2 separate regions of the Mus musculus genome follow, and region 2 is linked to region 1. The links are chromatin contacts, called in public Hi-C maps. All regions are on one chromosome and are shown on one strand. The core of a region is the stretch at or near the end of the contact, and the rest is flanking DNA. Distances in the headings are between cores, read along the strand shown.

Evidence for each region. A called contact is a pair of places that touch in the nucleus more often than the background predicts.
Region 2: a Hi-C map of uterus shows a contact between it and region 1, with 2.4 times the contacts expected there. The contact joins two enhancer-like sites. A contact is called at or near these places in 2 of 484 Hi-C or Micro-C datasets (both in uterus), 6 of 115 datasets of contacts at active chromatin or transcription factors (cardiomyocytes and embryonic stem cells) and 2 of 9 other capture datasets (embryonic stem cells and embryonic tail).

What each region holds. Positions count from the first base shown.
Region 1 is chr7:133,184,689-133,187,388 of GRCm38.p6, forward strand. No RefSeq gene overlaps it. Among named protein-coding and RNA genes, the nearest start is that of Gm35567, 30 kb to the right of the region's middle. Within about 2 kb of position 1,368, at least 103 of the 459 cell types and tissues checked have an H3K27ac peak or open chromatin away from gene starts, as enhancers often do. A contact at or near this core is called in uterus, where this site is marked.
Region 2 is chr7:133,456,148-133,458,847 of GRCm38.p6, forward strand. No RefSeq gene overlaps it. Among named protein-coding and RNA genes, the nearest start is that of Tex36, 140 kb to the right of the region's middle. Within about 2 kb of position 1,429, at least 57 of the 459 cell types and tissues checked have an H3K27ac peak or open chromatin away from gene starts, as enhancers often do. A contact at or near this core is called in uterus, where this site is marked.

The sequences.
Region 1 (2,700 bases), core at 118-2,617:
AAAATCTTCAAGTTACCAAAATGAAGATGAAGGCTGAAAGAGAAGAAGTGCTTTTCCAGAGACACCTGAGTGACCGACCACATAAGGAGAGGGGTAACTCATAAGTCCATGTCTGTAGGTTTCTACTTCACATTTCTTCATGTGATGGAGCAGATGGACAGACAACTGAGTGAGTGATGTAGAAGGCCGGTGCTAATTGTTCTAGTCAACCCAAGACTAGCTGCGGTAATATAGGCTGCAATTTGATTGGCTCAGTAGTGTACTCATTAACATACAGCGCGACTACTGGTTGGTGCTGAGTCGGGAGCTATTATTCTGTGGGGTCATTCAGAAGATTCAGGTCCTTTCATGCTCAGCTCCACTATCCCCTAGGACCTGGGACTCCGCTATCTCCAGCTACTAGAAAGGGAGAGAAACCAGGGACGACGCCCACTTGCCACTCAAAAGTACTGATCTCACCAGATTCACCTAATTGGTGTAAACATGTCCAGGACCACACTGGAGGCAAGGGTGTCTGGGAGATGTAGTCCCCAGCTGGCAGCTATTCCTAGAAGCCTCGTTACATTCTGGAAGGTGGAACAAGCATTCCTGGTTGGATCAGTTGTGAATGATACACCAGCCGCTGCTGTCAATGCCAGGATGGGGTTTTCCTGGAGGATGCTGGGAGAAAGGCCCAGGGGGCTCACCAGTGTGAGCATCAGTATTGTCTGGACACAGTCCTTCCTGCACTGTCTAATCTCACTTTCCAGCTCCCTCACTGTCACAGGCTATTTCACGAGCGCGTCAGCGTGGAAGCACGTTTCCACAGACAGCAGATAAAGATCTTCTAACCTTGTATTTCCTCTCGTATTGTCATAAATAGCTCAGGCAATGCCGTTCCAGTGAGCCTGACAGTGCCTACATTGAGATCTGGATGCAGCGGCATATCTTCCTGTTATATATAAAAAAGAGTGACAGCATTCATCGTTTACGGTGACATCAATGAAGTCTGCTTGTAGAGGTTCGCACTCTATCCATTCATAATGCCTTTTATGACTCCAGGCTTTTAAACGTGGCATTCGGGCCTATTTTTCAAATGTACCGCTATTATCAGCTCAGGAAGCCATTCTTCAACATTTCATTTTTCTAAGAATATCTGGAATATCTTAATTCCCATGAGGCTTCTCCGTGGGGCAGGCTGACAGGGAGAACTTTAATGCGAAAAGGAAAGAAATGAAAAGGCTGCTGGATCCCTGCCTTGGGATATTGCTCATTCCATCCCGGCCTCCTTTTTAGTTGTTGTTGGTCCCCCAGATGAAGAGTCTGTAAGACAAGCCTGTCTATTTTGTGTGGGGACGATAGGGGGAGCTGTAGGGTGGGGCCAATCCTGACCAGGAAATATTGCCAGATCTGCTACGAGGAGGGCGGGGCTCTTTGAAGTTGGAACAGATTTCCCAGCAGGGCTCACGGTTGTGAATTGAAACGGAAGTTTCTTCTCCCTGTTTCCCAAGAGACTCCACAGCTGATAAGTGATGACCTCATGGTTCTGACCCAGATGGAGAATCAAATCTGATATCCTTCTGGATGTCTTCTGTCTTTGGAAGAGGCATCTCCTTTGATCTTCCGTGTCCTGGCTTATTCCTCATCTGAAGATCCTGCTAGAGCTGCGCCAGACCAGTGTGGCTGCAGAGGGCTGGGAGCAATCTCTCTCAGTACAGTCCCCCGAGACAGTCTGAAGACAGCAGAAGCAGTTCCTGGAGTAACTCAGACAGAGCATGTGTAGTGGTTTACATAAGCTTGGCCCTCGGGAAGTGGGACCATTGGGAGGTGTGGCCTTGTTGAAGTGGGTGTGGCCTTGTTGGAGGGAGTGTGTCACTGTGTAGGCGGGGCTTTGAGATCTCCTACTGCTTGAGCTCTGCCCACCGCAGAAGAAAATCTCCTGTCTGCCTGCAGAAGACAGTCTCCTGACTGCCTTTGGATCAAGATGTAGAACTCTCAGTTCCTTCTCCAGCACCATGCCTGCCTGCATGCTGCCATGCTTCTGATGACAATAGACTAAACCTCTGAAATGATAATAGACTAAACCTGGGAAACCTTAAGCCAGCCCCAATTAAGTGTTGTCCTTTATTAAAAGGTGCCTTGGTCATAGTGTCTCTTCACAGCAATAAAAGCCTAACTAAGACAGGAGGATTTGATTATTGATTTAAGGGAAGGAACTTACTGAGTGCCTTGAGTTGCCCCCTGGACATATCTGGGCCATGTTGTGGACAGAGCAGACCTTCCAAGGATGGGAACATTTGCCTGGTTTTAGGCAGCAACAAACCCTTCCCTAGTTACAAATGGGTTCTGTGGGCTTAGCCACAGTAAATAACATTGATTCTCCCCACGTAGAAGGGGACATGATGAATGTGTTCAAGCGAGGGCTTTAAGAGCCTGTGTGCTGATTAGAAAAGGCAAAATAATTGTGAGATAGTGACTAATAGATGGAAGGAATTGTGACAGAACTGGTCCCCTTGGACAAATGTCATCTGCCTTATCTATCAGAGACAACTACTGTCTGATGGCTGCGTGCTTCATATTCAACCCTTGGGTCAGCTGGGGAGTTTGAAGGATCCCCCACCGCCCAAATGATCCCAAATTTGGCTCTGCCTCCATGGCAGTTGAGATCTCTCGTTGAAGCCTGTTAGAGACTCTGTATTTCCTGAGTGGTTATGGTCCATT
Region 2 (2,700 bases), core at 179-2,678, 270 kb after region 1:
AAGACCCTGTCTCTTCATCACAGGCTCAGTTAAAGCCTCACATTTTGATCCTCTCTTTTCTTTCATAAGGAAAGAACACACATTCTTTATACATGTGCCTACAGAATGTGCCTGGCCTACTCATATAGGGCCCTGGTAAAACTGAAGTTGAAAACAAAGCAAAACACATTCAATGCCATCCATCATTTTGCTTTAGTTATTTCCTATGTAGCTCCTCACAATTTTTTAAATTAATGTATTCAGTGTTATTTATTGTATGGCGAGATACTCGTGTGTTATGGCAGGCATGCAGAGGTCAGAGGACATCGTTGCAGAGTCAGCACTCCTCTCATGCCTTTAAGTGGCCTTCGGGGATCAAACCCAGGGCATCAGCCTTGCACGGTGAGAGCTTCACCCACTGAGCCATCTTGCTGGCAGTGCTCTGCCCCACCCACTAAACCGTCGGCTGGCCTTTCTTTTCATACATTTTAAAATAGAGTTTCTGGAGTATTGTTTAAAGAACAAGATGTCAGGAATCTTATAAAAGAGTTATCCTGGCAACCGGAGATATGGTTGTCTGTAACAAATGCGCAGTGAAGGGCTATGGTGGGGGCTCTGAATATAATAAACAGATCCCAGCTGGAAGGACCATGGGAAAGCAAAGACAGGGAGACAGGGAGTTTGTTTGTTTGTTTGTTTGTATCCATACCTTAGCAGCAGCTGGTGAGGACAGGCAGCATTGGATATCAACAGTGATAGCTGTGGCAAGTGACCCTCTCCTCTCTGTCCTGAAGCACCCGAAAGAGGCAAAGCTTCCCCAGGAAGAAGACAAATGAGCCTCTGAAGAAATCGGCTCTCTGGAAGCAAGGAGGGCTATGATGTGGGTGCTGGTAGACTGGATGATGTCTGTCTTGTGGGTGGGTAAAGGGTACTGGCATGTGCCCAGAGGCCAGCCAGCACTGGCTGGCGTGCTGGCAGCTCCAGTGCAGAGAATAAGGGGCCAGAGGAGGACCTGTGGGGGCCAGGTAAGCTAGGGTATTCGTTTACTCTCCTATTTGACCCCACTTGCTGTGCCAGTAACAATGAAGCCAACCTCTCTGAACTTACTGGATGTCTTTGTCAAGTGTCAGACTCCTCTTGGAGTTTGTACACAATTTGAAATCTGTAATATATTGTCCATATTTTCTTTTTTTCTTCAAAAGCCATTTTTTTCAGGTTGTGTGTGTGTGTGTGTGTGTGCGTGTGCGTGTGCGTGTGCGTGTGTGTGTGTGTGTGTGTGTGTGTGTAAGGCAAACAAGACATCTGCCAAAAACAAAAACAAAACAAAACAAGCAAACCTGTTTTAAGTTAGAAGAGAGTCCCTGTTTGTCTCCTCAGGGCTGGGGAGCCATTTTCTTTCCCTCTCTGTCTGTCTTCCTTCTTGTGAGACAGATGACGCTGTCCCCTCTGTCCCCAGGGACTTAGAACAGAGGGGGAATTTCGTATCAGGGCCTTTGTTTAAGAGCTGTGCGTACAGCTGCCACAAGACAACTTCTGCTTCCTGTCCAAGTAGCTAAGAAACTGTCCGAAAAGCCAGATGAACCCTGTCCTTAAGTAAGAACATGATCGTGACCTTTCCCAGATGTTTGTATTCTCTAGCGTTTGTTAGGGGGGAAGTAAGTGGGTGCTTACCATACCTGCTATGGATGCTTCCTGCCCGCTGTTTCCAACCTGCCTGAGGCTTTCTTGTGTGGACAGAAATGCCGGTTTCTGTCATAATGAAGCACTGTTATTTAATCACCTAGCACAGCTGAGGAAATTGTTTTAAAGTAAAAACACAAAATGGCTTGTTTCAACCACAAACTTCCCACAAGAACAGAAACCTTACTTCCTAAGTGGAACCAGGCCCTACTCCATTCTTTACCCAGCAGAAAAACATTACATGGCTTTTAGCTTTAATGGCCTTTTAGGCTGGTCGCCAAAGAAGTTCCAGAAAGATTCTGCTGGTCCCGATTTGCCCTCCCGGCCCAGTTCTTTTGAAAGCTGGGAGGGGAAGCGCTGGAGAACCTCCAAGGCAACTCTATGAAATGAAGCCGGAGGCCAAGACCCACTCCACAGCTGAGAGGCGAGGTAAAGGAGCCCCCGCTGTCACAGGGAATCAGACCTCTGATGACAGGCACAGCTGAACTGATGGGGTGGCTTGTGTACAACGGCTTACTAACTAACTAACTAACTAACTAACTAACTAACTAACATCTTTGGGTTCAATACTAGGGCTGAGGGAATGCCTGGCTGCCTGTGTGTGGAGATGCCATCCAGGGCTTTCTGCCCTTAAGCTGGTTTGTCTGTTTCTGTCCTCAGTAAACACGCGCTCGCTCGCACGCGCACACGCACAAACAAAAACAAAAAAGCAAAAACAAAAAACAAAATAAAAAAAAAACCAAAACAACAACAACAACAAAAAACCTTTGTATCTCCCTTAAAGATCTGAGCTTCAGGGCTAGGGATGTAGCTCAGTTAGAGAGCTTGCCTCACATGCATGAAGTCCTGAGTCGGATTCTTCGCACCACATAAATTGGGCATGATGACACATACCTGTAATCTCTGCACTCTGGAGGTGGAGGCAGGAGGATCAAGAAGTTTTAAGGCTATTCTTGACTACATAGCAAGTTTGAGGCCAGCCTGGGCTACATGAAACCATGACTCAAAATAAATAAATAAATAAACTGGAATATTCTTTCT